Linked DNA regions of Anas platyrhynchos: region 2 is linked to region 1. Evidence: chromatin contacts called from public Hi-C data. All regions are on one chromosome and are shown on one strand. Each heading gives the region's core, a stretch centred on a gene start, on an enhancer-like site or on the middle of the called end of the contact. The rest is flanking DNA. Distances are from core to core; before and after follow the strand shown. Region 1 has its middle 10 kb from the start of RMI2. Region 2 overlaps LOC106019534 (a long non-coding RNA gene).

Region 1 (7,115 bases), core at 578-3,077:
ACTGGTTTATTTGCATTTGGGGACCTCTGACTCTTACTTGGCTGGGAACTCAGGGGTTTTGGTCCATACCAAGCCATGAGGGCCCCAGCAGGGCCCCAGCAGTCACCAGTGGGAGTAAGGAAGAGGGAGTGCAGTCAGAATGGCCTTCATGCTCCCTGCCATTTGAGCCAATCCCTCTTACACTTTCCTTGTCCGAAGCAAGTAACTAGGTGAACATCTGGGTAATGGCAAAAATATTCGTCATATCTTTTTTTTTTTTTTTTTTTTTCTTTTCCCTCCAGCCAGAATGGTTAACTATGGTTAACCTTACAGATAAAGGAATTCATAGTTCAGGGCAGACATAAATGCAAGTAGGCTGGCTCCAATCACTCCCAAGTTCCACTGCTTCATCTTTCCTGGTAAAATTAAGCATTCAGTCATACAGGTTAGATTCAACATATATAGTAATTTATGGATAGAAGAAAAAAACAAAACAAAACAAACAACAACAAAAAAACAACACTTTGGCTAGCCCAGTTAATTATAGTAAATGTTACCTGCAGAACCAGCATTGCTTGGTATCAATCTACTGATTGATTCTTCTGCCTTGGGACCTGTTCTGACAGCTAAGCAGTGCCGAGAGATGCTACATACTTTAAGCCATCTGTGGTATCAGCCTGATTGAGAGTTGCAAGTGACTTGCAAAATCAAGTCTGGTAGGGACACTCGTTATTAAGAAAGTCCCTAAAGTCAGAGAAGTGAGCATTCAAATAGCAGCACATTTTACTCATAGGTGGCAGCATTCAGTGAATGCCCCTTTCGTTTTTGGCTACTTTCCCTTCTGTTTCTTATAAAGGTCATTGTACTACCCTGGATTCCATCTGGATACGTTATCTGGGGAAAACAGAAATTCCACCAAAGGAAACAGAACTGAAAGCAATTAGAGAATCTTCTTCATTCATCCTGAAATCTGTGAAATAGATTGATGTGTTTCCTTCTGAAGGCTGCATTTCTCAGCTTTAAAACAACTGTGCTCACTCCACCACTGCTTCTGTGGTCTTCATCACACAGCTGTGGAGCATTGCCAGCTGATAACATTTGTAAAGACCACTTCCAAAGTCATGAAAGAGGCAGTGCTGCATAGTTCTTACTCCTAAACTGTGGTGGAAATTTAAGATTCTGGTTTTGAATTCAAAGGAGTTTGCATGTTTTGCAAGCTGCAGTTTAACTTATCTTGAACTATAGAGTTTATGGTATGTAATTGTGCATTTTATGGCCTGTAATCTTGCATTAAGCCATGTGAAATTCCTGGTACATGAAAAGGAAAGGGTGCATTGTTGCTTAATCAGTATAAAGTAACAGACAGGCTTTAGCAGAGCTGCTTTAATCTTTCCCAGTAGCCCTCTCTCTTGCAGGGAAAACTGAAGGATCAGTTTCCATCATAGCTTCCATTTGCTGGGTTGCATTCACACTGTTGTATTATCTATAAATGTCTCGAGTATACAGCACTTCAACCTAATACCTTGGAAGTCATACCTTCTTGTTGCAGCTCTAATTAAGCAGACTGTGCATTGCAGAAGGTGAGAAATGATCAGGCTCTGCAAAACAGACCCATGGCAGGTCACATCCTGGGGCAGCCCAGTTGTCCACCTAGCTCAGGCAGGAGAAAGCTGCTACCCCCTGTTCCCAGCTTTTACCAAGTGCTACAGCTTGAATTGCCAGTTTGGCTTCTGTGGAAGCAGGTTAGCTCTGATCATAAAAGCATAAGGTGAAGGTGGGATGAGGCATCTGGATTGCAAATGCAGACCTAGAAAGCTCTGAGCTTTGCATAAGCTTGGCCAGATGCCTCAGGAGGAAGGAGAGTTCCCCTGATTGCAGAGCAGACGCTGATCATGCACTGCTTGGGACTGACGTACTTCCTGCTTCCCCCCCCCCCCGTTTTTTTTTTCTTTCTCTTTTCTTCCTTCAGCGCTCACAGACCCTGCTATAAAGCGGTCTCATTAAGAAGGAAAAGGAACTCTTTTTCCCTCTGCTGCAATTATCAAGTGACAGATGACTTAAACCTGGGAGGCAAGGCAGCTGCATATTTCTACAGACAGGAAATGTTGCATGGTCACACAACATTGCAAACACAAAAACTGGGACTGCTTCTATTTAAGCCTCTGCCTTGGTTCTGTGAAGGGATCAGACATAAATCCTAAACACAGGCTTGATTTGCTAACTTCCCTAGAGCTTAGAGATAGACTTCTTTCTTGCTCAGACCTGTTGTCAATTTTAGCATTTATTGGCTGTTATAGCAAAGACTGAATACTCATTTAACCTCACCAGGATACAATCTGTACTTGCACTATATTCCAGGAAACTGTAGTTCACATTTTCACCTTAAATACAATTACCTATAAAGCATTTTCAACATAAGACATTAATTCAGTATGTTTTTCTTTCCCGTAGTTTTGCTACAGTTTGATCTTTATGGGACAATTGTCACTATTTTTGCAAACTGAATGAAATATGGTGCTTTGAAAAAAAAATCTGGACCTTGCCACAAGCCTATAGAAGGAAACATTATCTGGTTATCCTGTGAACTTGCATTAGTGCCCAAAAAAAGGCATTTGAAAGTCCTTGAGTTACACAGGGAAAGAATGGGACTTTCCTTCAAGCCTGCAGGTTGGGGCATTGATTTGAGAGAGGTGAGGCACTGACTCCTGGCTCAGTTTCAAATACCACTTATGTACTTTACCTAATAACTGCTTAATGTACAATATGTAACAGCACTCAGAAGAGACACCAATATCCAGTGTTTCCCACTCATAGGTGAGCAGTCTACCTGTTAAGCTCCAAGTTTCTCTTGGCTAACAAATATTCCTTCTTCCCTTTTGATGCAAACTCTGCTTTGCAGTTAAGACACTTTCCAGAAAACTGACATTTTGCCTGCCATCATGCTAAGCAAGGACAGAAATCTCAGTTTTCCATATACTAAAGAGGTCTAAGTAGTAATAATCTGCCCCAGCAACATTCTCTCAGCTTGCTTGTTTTTTTCAAAGACTGCCATTCTTCAAAGACCTCATTTTGAAGAACTTAACTCTCGAAAACTATGATTAACGTGCATAAACTGAAAAAGTTTCAGGCATACCTTTGTGGGCAATAATACCTTACTGACTGCTTGCACAGCATGCTGGCTGCTTTGGACCTGCTGGTAGAGGAGCTCAACTCTCACCGTGCAGTGCAGCAGTCCACAATACTGCTCCAACACATTATCTCAGGAGCTTCACAATTTTATGCTCAGTGTTATGGCATGCTCCTTTCTTGGCTTTCAGCCTGGTTAATTAGTGAAAGGTTACCAGGCAGTCTGTTTCAGAGCTGTGTTTAAATCTGTGTTTTTTTAATTCTCATTTAGTGTCCAAGCAACTAAATGAGTCTTCCCTTGCTAGGCTTGCTTCCCAATCTATAAATATGAGGCTGGTCCCCACAAAAGGTTTTGTCATACATGAATGAAAAGCATGATTTAAACAGCACTTGGTACTGTTTATCACTTAGCAAACTTCCCTTGTTACACTTTACAGACAAGCAAAGCGGGGCTTCAAAGTTTGAATTGCCCAGGAAAAGCATGTGTGCTTCTTGGAGACAGATTTTGATTATTTCCTGTATAGACACATTATGCAAGTACACTCTAATTGCATGCAGTGAGATCATTGACAAAATTGACAAAAATATCTGAAATAAGATAATAAGGTGACAGGATGAATTTTCAACAGACTGACCGAATGCTCATACAGATGGAGGGATTTGAACACATTTGCAGTGGTCATCCCAATTGTTCTCTGAATCAGATTAACTCATCATATAATGATAGATAACAGAAAGATATTAATGATCTTATGAACTTAGAGTCTGTAATCTTTTTCAGTCATAATCTGTAATGCTTTTACTAGATGTCTTCTGCATGCAGGGATGAAGATATGATTTTTCCATCCAGCAGAGGGGGCTTGGCAGCAAGTTTTTTAAATACAAACGCAAGTGATTTCTTTGGAAATTGAGCAATACTATAATTAAACTGACTGTTATAGGAACTTGCATAGTATTAAAGATAAAAACAGAACTTCCTATGAACAAGAGACACAAATATAAACAGACACAATTCAAATTGAGTGTCTTTCTTGCTATCTTTGTTTCCCTTTCTTCTCAGTGTGGCTTTTCTATTTCACCAGAAAGCCATTTCAGTTATACCTGACAAGCACAGTGCACAAGAGAAAAAGGGTTTTCTCCTAATTCCTTTGAAAATATGAGTCCAAATTAAACCTGTCCCTGCAAACTACTTCAATACATATACCAAACAAGACAAACAAACAAACAAAAAAATTAAAATGGGCTGGCTAGTCTTCTGATGTAATTCCTCTTTTTCATGATTAACTGTCCTCAAACCTGTTTGCTAGTTTGATTTCCATATACCCAGAAGAAAAGTGCAGGGAGGTGCATGCTTGAATACCTGGGAATCTTATTCACTTTATTATTTCTGATGAATAGAGCAATAACTGTGCATGAGCACTTGGATAACAGTGCTCAGTGGTGCTCAAAATCTGATTTTCTCCACTGAGAACCATCTCTAATTTTAATGACAGACTCTGGCAAACGTAATTATTGTCAACTTTGTGGCTCCAGCTTCTGGTGAAGGAAATATTGACAATAATGATGCACTAGTAACTTAAAGTGAAATTTACGCCAGATTTAGCAGTTGGCTCAGATGTCTCACCATGGCCAACAAGGGTGCAGTGATGTCCCTGCCTGATGTGAACACGGGCTGTCCTGTACTGGTGCGGCAGCAGGCACCTTGCAGGGATGCTGATGGGTGCGGTGCTCTGAGCAGCCCAAGCTCTGCCTACTCACCCTGCCACTCACTCTGGTGAGCTCTTCTCAGAAGGCAGGATCTCAGCAGCGTTGGTGGGGTACCGGGGCTGGCACCCACGTGGGCCAGCACCCACGTGGGCTGCCACCCACGTGGCCCAGAAATTTTCCTCAAGTACTAGTATACTTAAAAAAGTAGTGTGTGGGGGAAGAAGAGGAGGAGAATTCTAGTCACTTGGTGAAATGAAATTTTCTTTTGGTGTAGTGCGGATATCGGGTTGTCTGCTAAAATTTCTGTTCGGAAGTGAATGTACAATATGTACTGGCAGTATATACCACCATATTTCTGACAGAAGAAAATGTTGGGCTATGAGAGTTCTGAAAGTTCACTGGGAGGAAGGGGATGCAGCAGGACATTGTGTGTCCTCAGGCCCAAAAACTAGGCCCTGGCTAAGAGCACTAGCTCTGTGAGATGGTGATCCTGGGCCCCCTGCCTTTAAGCTCCCTCACCCATACCACATCTGCAGCACTTCCACCCACTGCTCTCAGTTTCACCATTCCTTGGACCCAGTGTCTTCTGTATCCTTCACCCCACTTCTCTAAACCCATCTCAAAGACTTTACCTTCTCTGTAGAGCTGCCTTTCTCCTCACAGCAACAAAGTGCCTTCCACACCAGGGCATCCCCTCCCTGACCTGCCCTTTCTGCCTGTCAGCAGAGCCTCACCCTCACTTCACAAAGTTGCCTTCTCCAAACCTTCAGGTGCTCCCAGCACCATCCCTGCCTTGTGGCTAGCACCCCACCACCAGGTCCCCCTGCTTCATCCCTCCCCACACTGCCCTGTTCCCTTTGGCCTCTGCCCTTTCCTGGCACCAGCTCCTTGGGTATCCCCTCCTCATGCACACTGTGTGAGACCCCTGACTCCTGCTTTTCACACAGGAGCATTTCAGAACAGAGCAAACCCTCCACTGGTCACAGCTGCAAGAGCAGCAGAAAGAGGATTTGTCAGGGGAACAGCAACTCTGTGGTAGCTTTCATAAAACAGAATGAACCGCATAGCACTGCTGTGTGCACTGGTGGAGAGGACTGAGGAAGAGAAAAGAGGAGAAAGGTGGGTATTTATGGGAATTTGCAAGAAAGAAAGAATCCACTTTGATGTTAATGACCTGAGTCAAAATATAAGGAGGCTGAACTTCCCAGAAAGGAAGTTCACTAAGAGGGAACCACAGATAAGCTTCAGAAGCTAAACTGAAAACTGGAGGAGAAGGTAGACTTAATTCTCAGAAGAAAAAAAAAAAAAAGAAAAAAAAACTGTCTGAAGTATACTTTATTGAAGACAGAGAAAGCAAAAGACAGAGAGCAGCTTGAAAGTAAAAGAGGTATTAAACAGAATTACAGGAAGCAAATAAAAAGCAGCAGGCAGAGAAAAGCAGAGTAAATTTGAAACCCGGGACACTAGGATTTGTTCACACAGGGAAAGGTCAGATGGCGACAAAGTTCCAGGAGTATCATGGAACAAGCCAACAAAGAATTAGCTGACACTAACACATAGGAAGTAATAATAATAAATAAATAAATAAAAGAATTATGAGAAAGAATGTGAACTGGAGGAGAGGAGACAGGCTAGAAATGAGAGATGAAAGAAGAGACAGAACAAATACTGCATGGGATGAAGAGGGGCAAAGAGCAGAACAGCCCATTCTAGCTCAGTTCATAGGAACTGAAAATCTCCCAAATCTGCTTTATTAATTGCCAATGCCAAGTTTAAAGCCTTATGGGTACAGAACTTTTTGCATAGAGAGGCAACTATCTGTGCAGGTTCAAAATGGATATGGGAAAGTGTTAGCTTAAATAACAGAGCAGGTACCGAAACTAGGAACCCAGAGGAGTAAGGAGATGATATCTGGCACAGCTTCAAACAAATATTCTAGGGCAAATGAGACTATAGATACTGCTGACCTAAAAACTGCCAGACATTGCTACTAATGTTATTTTGCCAAGGGCATAGCTTCTTCCAGCTCAGCTAATATTTCCAAAGAGGCTAATGCCTTGAAGGAACAGTAGGTACATTAGAAAACATATCATAACCAAACCCTTAATCATCTCCTATCCATCCAGCATATTCACACACACACGTTTTAAAATAAAAACCAACCATTCTTCAGTCTCCTTGCACATGAAATGAAAACAAAGAAAATTCCATCTTCAGGCCAACGACAGATGCAGGTAAGAGTCCAGTTAACGTACATTAATGGAAGTCCCGAAAACTTTCACGTGAAAAATCTAACAAAGATC
Region 2 (7,667 bases), core at 2,297-4,796, 47 kb after region 1:
CCAGAGGAATGAGCCTTAACTGGCAGTAAAAGATTATTGAAAAAAATAGTAGGAAACATGCTGGAGGGAAGAGGAAATCCTGCTGCAATGCCATGGGCAAGTTGAACATCATGTCTCTTTTCTCTCCAGTTGCAGGAAGCCAAGATGCTGTTTGTGCCACTTACTCTAACTGACACAGAAACGCATCCCTTCAGTTAGTATCAAGATCATGTTCACCAGAAAACCTGCACAAAGCCTATCTCTGGTAAATCACAAAATTAAGTCACCCATATGGTAAATACATGTATTTACAACTTCCTGAGTATGTCTAATATTGGTGGATATTTATAGTCCTGTCTGACAGATCTGAATTTCTTAGCTTACTTATGCTTCCTTTGGAAAATGCTATGTTTACAACAGCTTTTTATAGAACACAGTCAATGAAATTAATATACAGTACTTTTAGCTAACTTATATCTAAAAGGACTCTGCTTTAATATTTTAAGAGCAGTGGAAATGCACTTAGGTCCAGAGAAGCAAAAAATAAAGGAATGCTTGAAGAGACTGATAATATGGAAAAGGGAAGATTTGAGCTTGGAGTGTATCTGCAGCAAACCACAGAGCAAAAGGCTAGATGGGACTGAAAGAGAATATTATCCAGATATGGTCCAAATAGGGGTGAGAAGGAAACCAGAAAGAAGATATGGAAAAAAATAAAGTGCACAGAAAAGAAAGAGACAGCTTCAAGGAACACAGCCATTATAAAGCTCTTATCTCTACTTTACTTCGGCATCTTTACTAGATACAATCTGGCTTGAGATGAGGAGGAATTTGATATTAATCTGAAAATACTCGATAAGATCTGTCTATGAATCATAAAAGAACTCCCATTCTTCTTCATTTATTTTAGTATAAACATGTTATATTATTATTATTATTTTCTATGAAAGAAGGACGTGCTGCAGAGTCCTGGTAGAAGGCTAACATAACAGAAATTTTCTGTTGCTGAGGCCCAAAGTTAAAGGCCACAAGCACTTAACCAGACCTAAATTTGGTGTTTGTGCCACTCTTTCCAACTGACACTCACACACAAACACACCCCTTAAAGTTAGTATTAAGATTGTGTTCACCAGAAAGCCTGCACAAAGTATTAGGTAAGGAACATTTACAAGTTTCTAGTGGAGAGAATATTATTGAATATAAGAGTGCAATTAACTGGATTTCTTGACTGCTAACTGGTACGACCAATTAACATGTGTTTCCAATTGCCAGGTTTTGCAAAAGAGATGTGCTGAATGGTGAAGAAAGTCTCTTAGAAGCCATATGGTGTTGCAGTTAATGTAAGTGATCATATGTATTTATGTAACTAGCACACATGGAAAAATAGCATATCAGCTAAAGATTTACTTTGGTCAAAACTCCCCTTCAAGCTGCATGCTTGATATGAGTTGATCTTTCAGACAGTGACTTTATTTTTATCACTGCTGTAATTAGTTTAATGGGTTGGTCTGAATTGGACAAAAGCATAAGCCTCAGCTCTGGAATGAAGTAAGAAAACATTTTTTTCCCCTTAGTGGAGTATGTTGGGTTGCTCTGATCTGTATCACAAGACAATGTGTGTTGAGCCAGCAGGTCTTTAAAGCCCTGATTCATGCAGGAGCCTGCTGAGGTTAACTCTGACAATTGCTGAGCATGCTCTGCTGTTAAACAAGCAAGAGGTTGTTGAAGTCATAGGTAGTAAAGCACTTTATTCTCCTTTTAGGCATTTCTTTTTTCAAGACCCACCCTTCAAAATTGGTTTACACTCCATCTCTGAGTATAAACAAGGTCTTGGCATAATTCCAATCACATGCCAGAAACAGCCTGGGATCTAGGGACCCTGTTCCTGGCCAACTGCAGTGAAGAACACAGCAGAGCTAGTGTGCAAGGGCAAATCATGAGTGGCTTCTAGGGTGGCTGCACACAGGCACAGATCTTGGCTTTAGTCATATTGTGCACTAATCAGGCTAGCAACCTGCTGTGCCTGCATTTGACAGGGACAGACTGACTGCAGACCTGTTAGTTGGCATCAGGAACAGTATCAGTTAGCACACATACAGGGATAGGTAGCTTCATGCATCAATGAAGAGGATCCAACCTTTGATAACAGCAGCAGATCCTTCACAAGTAACACTGAGGGCTGTTGCTTTAGGCTAAAACAAATGACATTAGTAAACCATCCCACTGTTTAGAAAGTGTACACTCTTCTGTTGATATTGTGTGTGAAGAGTTAGGCACTAGCCTTCCCACAGTGAGATCAAGCTCGTTATTAAAGGCTTCATCTGTCCTGGGATTTTAAGTCTTACCCTCAAGCCAAACAGCTCCTTTAATCACAAGACTGCCAACTAGCAAAGGGCAAGTCAAAAATTTGGTCTTTAATGAAAAGAGTGTGTAAGGGCAAACCATGACGCAGCACAAATTTCACACTCAGCTGTGATGCTCTTCTTCAGCTTTCTGCTCTCAGCCCTGTCTCCTGGCAGCATTATATCTTGTTCCTTTTCCAGTTCTTTAACCTGGGCCTAACCCGTCAACAAACCAAAATCTCCTCTGTGCCTTGAGGAGAAACACAAGCAAGTATTTACACCATTTTAGTTGTCTCAAAGACAAGAGCATATCAAAAGTTTGTCTAACTAAGAATACATGAAGTTCTTCCTGTCTTCTACATCTTTGACTGTCAGCCCTACAACTGTCCCAACAAAGGAGACAAGCAGAGTGATGCCCAGTATGGAGTCAGCTCTCCCCTCCAGTTGGAATTAACTGTTCTAGCCTGAGGCACAGCCAGCTCAGTGCCTTCCCAATCACCTGATGCTGCTGGACTCCATCACAACCCTAGAATCACGAACAAGGGCTTCTCCATTTAGGCAGACACCAGTCTCTACTCCAGAACATGATGTAGACACTGAGAGTAACAGCTTTATGCTTCTGATGAATTTCATATCTTCTCTCATATAAACACGCCTCTGCTTTTTCCTTTTAACCACTTGGTACCAATTTGCTTAAACTAATAAAGGAAGGGCTTTGTACTTGCAGAATTAAAGAAATATGATCCTTAGGAAGAAAAACCACACACTTCCCCACATCCTGGGCAGCTGTGAGATCCTCTACATGCTATTAACTCACTTTCTACACAGTTTACTTTCAAACTCAACCATTCATGAAGAACATCCTTGTCTTAATTGCCTCACATCAACCTGAACCCAAAATTTTCTCAATGCCTCTTACTCGTGTGTTCCAACGTAACTGTGGCAGAGACTGCTGACATCTTCTTTCATCAGCATGAAAACAAGTTTTGTCTAAAGGCTTATGGTACCAGTTTAGAGTTGTTTGCACATCTATTTATGACAGCATTCCATGCATCCTTCCTCAAGGTTAACTGGAAAATCCCAGAAACTAAGAGGTGCCAGGCAGCCACCAGCTGTCCCAGCAGGTCAAATCTTCCAGTACATAAGCACCTCTGTGGCACACATACCAGTTTGACCTACAGGAAGCACAGATTGTTCCCAAATTACAGAAAGCTCAGCTGGTACTAACAAGAACTTCAGCCAGAAGAGTACACTGTGTGCAGGCAACAGCAGCTCACTAGATGTTACAGCACTCTTAAGAGATAAGATTAAAGATATCACATGTGCTTTGTGCTAAATGATTTAGTCAAATGCTGGCAGAAAACCGTTAACTCTTCCCTGAACATTTACTGGGAAACATAGCCAGCAATTCAGAGCAGAACACTTCAAGGCTGCGTCCATATGCCAGATGCGACTTTGCTAGTAGCACAGACAGTGGGAGTTAGTTTGTATTCATATTTAGTGTGCTCCCACATAATTAAGGAACTCTACAGAGGAAAGGCATCTATGAGTAGGAGCAGATTAAATTCTCCAAGCAGAGCTTACTACGAGGACTTAAAAACAAACCCACAAGTTCAAAGGGGAGTGGAGAAAGCACCCCAACAGACATGACCTGTCCTGGTGCCCACTCCAAAGTGATACAAGGTTCTGGGGAAAAACTCAGTCCTCTCACAGCCTCAAAATTAGGCACTTCTTGCTGGTTTCAGGTTATGGCCTCTTCTCTCTCACAGGATTTTTAGCACATGCAACTGTCAAAAATCTGAGGATATGGAAAACATCTCTTCTGCATTAGCTTCTCCTTCAGCTTGAATGCATGGGTAGGAAGAACTGAACTAGTCAGCTGAGCTAGAACTATAAGCAGCTTCTCTGCACTGCAATTGCTTTTGTGGTCCTTGCTGCTTGTTCTGTTTGCTTTTTGCTCAGGTGATGGGAAGGAAATGAAAGGAGAGAAGATGTAACCAAAGGTGTTTGCACTGAGAGGCTGTTCTTTCTCATGCATTTTTTCATATCATCACAGCATGAGATTTTTCCAGCAGCCCACTATGAATGTTGTAAATCCTTGCGTTAACAAGGATCAAAGCTCCTGCAGCCCTAACTGACAGGCCTGGAAACACTATCCCATGGGACATTGCACAAGACCACAACCATCAAGTCCTATTTAAACACTGATGCTCCAACAGGTGCAGACCATTTTCATGCTTGTGGTCTAACATACATCAGCTTGATGTCATGTTGCTAAAACAACACAATGCCTGCTAACTGTGGGCCCTTGGAACATGCAGTTACCCTGCCATTCAGGAAGAGGTGAAAGGGCAAGCAGTCCTTGCAAATGCCTCCAACAGTGAGATTTATGATTCATGATTGAGCATGATCTTTCCCTTGTGTTCATCCTGCACCAAAAGTTAGAATTGTATGAGAAAACTAATAATCAGATATCCTGCTATATCATCTGTCATGCATGGAACTGAACATGTATTTTTTATCCAGGACACTACCAGCACCTCATTTACAGACAATTCTAAAACCAATCAATCACTGAAGATGAAGAAGTAGAGTTCTTCCTGTTATAAGCCAGGATGTTCCTGTGGGGAAACCAAACCTTCCAACCAACAGAGAACTGCATGGCAAGAGAAGAATTTGACAAAGCTGCGGGATGAATAAATGAAAACCGTAATGTTGTTGGGTATAAATGAGCATGGATGAAAACAGCAGAATGGTTTCAAAAGAGCTAGTCTGCAACTCATTAACCATGCAAAAGCATGCACAACTGCCTCTGGTGACCTCAGGTTTGAGAAGTAATCCAAAAATGGGATAGAGTAAGACATCAGAGAGAAAAAAGTCAAGGGGTGACCTTGATGTAGCTTAGCACTCAAGAAATAGCAGATGAGGCTAAAGAACAGTCCACATCTCTGGATCAGACTCTAGAAATTGACAGGATTGAGTAAAAGTTGTGAAACTTACAGTTAACTTTGGATCCCGCTGGTAAACAAATCTTTTGGTCTGGAGTCTCAAACTTCATGGCTTGCATTTGGCAGCTTTCTTTTCTTCATAAAATTTGTTTTTGTTTGGGGTATTGGCTGTCTTGTTTTTAAGAACAGACTAAGAATTTCATATCAAAAAATATTATGAATCCATTATGAATCTCAGCGACTTGGTAACATTGTCACTGGAATCAGGCAGGGTTTCTGCTGAGCATCCTGTTCAAGCCATCACCCATGCCTTTGTCTGAGTGCAGGTATGTGGAGGTCCAGCTGCAGCACTCTGGGTGCTACATGACTTCCTGGTGCTTCCAGCTGACCTGCCCTTGCTTTCCTTTGAAGAGACAAGACCCAAGAAGCAAACTCTGGCCAGCTTGCTGCCTGTCACCTCTCTTACCTGCCACTGTCCAGAGGGCTGTTTTAGTGTGGCTGCTAGTGAGGAGAGGAAACTGCTGAGCAAGGAGGAAATCTTAATCTATTCTTTCCTACCCTGAGAAAGTAGTAATGCTCTGGGAAGAGAGGGGTTAGCTGCTCTTTGGATGAAGGAGACTGTGGCCTGTAAAGAGAGGGGTCTCAGACTCCAGCTCCAATCCCTGTGGCTGCAGATGTTGGACAAGCCCTTGCCAATTAAAGAAATGACACAACTTCCTATTGCAAAAGAGTCCAAAGGTTAAAAAAGAAGGCAAAAGTAACATAGGATAAGAACACTGCATACAGCCAAGTCCTGCTGTAGCCAAAGTAAAAGTTAACTAAGTTAGAGTCGTTAGAAAATCATAACGTTATTCCACTTTACAGACTGGTAGGTGACTTGCCCAAGTCGTCAGGTAGGTCAGTAGTACATGTAGACCCAAACTGGGAGGTATCAGTTAAATATAAACATGCCCAGCAGACCTGGATACTAAAGAGTCTAGATGTGTTTCACATTTACTAAATCAGTCTAAAACAGTTCGGGGGATTTATGCTCTGAGTGCTCATTTTTCCCCACAGAGGGAGCTTAGGGTACACAGGTCCATGCTGTGGACAGCTAATACTCAAGGAGGGGAATCCTACCTCTGCTCTCCTGCATCCAGAAGCAAGGCACTGTGTGAGGGTGCCAGCTCCCTTCAGCTGCAATTTTTGAGAAGGAAAAGAGGAAAGGGGGTAAAAAAAGCATGGGGGTGGGAAGAGGGAGGCAGTTTCCAAGAAGAAAACAAAGAATCTATTCAATCAAAGGAAAAAGCAAAGAAAGAAGTAGCCCAAGGAAAACTTGGCCTCTGAAAAACAATGGACCAGGCTGAAGAAGGAAAACATGAGTAGCATAGGCATATGGTTTACTTCTTTTTTATTTATTTATTTTTTATGTTAGAACAAGTGATTTACTGGATTTTGAATTTCCTTTCGAAGGAAGCTGCTATTCCTATCACTGCCCTCTCTTAGAAGCTTCCCAAACTGATGGCAAAGAAGTGCCAGCATCCTGTTCCTAAGTCAGCCCCTCCAGATGTTGTTGATACCTTGCGTTCCTCAGAAAGCCATTCACAGGTACACACAAAGCTGCCTGCTCTCTGCTGCAGGTGGTACACTTACATTCCTTCAGGTGACCTGATCAGCTCAGCTCCCGGCTTGGTGCATTAATCCCCAGCAGCAAGCCTCTGCATTTTTGGGAGGACGGAGGAATAGTTAGTTTCTGCAGGGATTAAAAAAGAAGTTTGGAATAAGAAATTCAGTTCCCTTTTCCTTCAGCCTTGAGGTTTAAGTTGTGCATTAGTTATGATGACACTGGGTCCCAAGAGGAGGCTTAGCAATAAGCCACAAATGAGCAGGGAGCAGCATGACCAATGCGCCAGCACAGCTTTTAGTGCTCTGCAAGGAAATCTTCCATGTGCAGTGCTTGGACACATTCAGCAGCAGAACATGGCATGAGTGACGGGGACCTACCACCGCTGACATACAGTCAGCAAAGGACACTGCTTTGGTAATTAGCTGATAGCAATTTTGTTATTGCCCTGTAGCATACTGCTGCGGGTGTCTGCTTAGAATCACAAGTTACCTTCACTGATCACATGACAGGCATGCTTAAGCAAGACAGATAGGATGTTGTAAACCTCCTGTTCCTTGATTCCTTTTCAAGCTTGATTGCTCTAACTGTTGTATCCTGCTGTGCTTCCCCAGCACTCTTGCTTTCACCTGCATTGCTAATTTTGCATTTGTAATATCAGTCATCTTATTTTTATTTCCTTTACACAAGTACAAAAAGAGTGCTTTATGCACAGCCCTGGAAGCTGCATGAGTTCCTTATGAAGTTTTGTAGCTGTTCCAGCTCAGGTGACCTGGACGCAAAAACCTGTGCCAT

What was found. Hi-C and Micro-C count contacts between places; a contact is called where the count stands out from the background.
Region 2: a contact with region 1 is called in a Hi-C map of skeletal muscle, with 2.0 times the contacts expected there. The contact joins two enhancer-like sites. A contact is called at or near these places in 2 of 8 Hi-C or Micro-C datasets (skeletal muscle and subcutaneous adipose tissue).

The regions. Positions count from the first base shown.
Region 1 is chr15:3,085,429-3,092,543 of IASCAAS_PekinDuck_T2T, forward strand. No RefSeq gene overlaps it. Among named protein-coding and RNA genes, the nearest start is that of RMI2, 10 kb to the left of the region's middle. Within about 2 kb of position 1,828, at least 5 of the 8 cell types and tissues checked have an H3K27ac peak or open chromatin away from gene starts, as enhancers often do.
Region 2 is chr15:3,130,910-3,138,576 of IASCAAS_PekinDuck_T2T, forward strand. All of the region lies in intron 4 of LOC106019534 (a long non-coding RNA gene), which reads right to left. Among named protein-coding and RNA genes, the nearest start is that of SOCS1, 30 kb to the left of the region's middle. Within about 2 kb of position 3,547, at least 4 of the 8 cell types and tissues checked have an H3K27ac peak or open chromatin away from gene starts, as enhancers often do.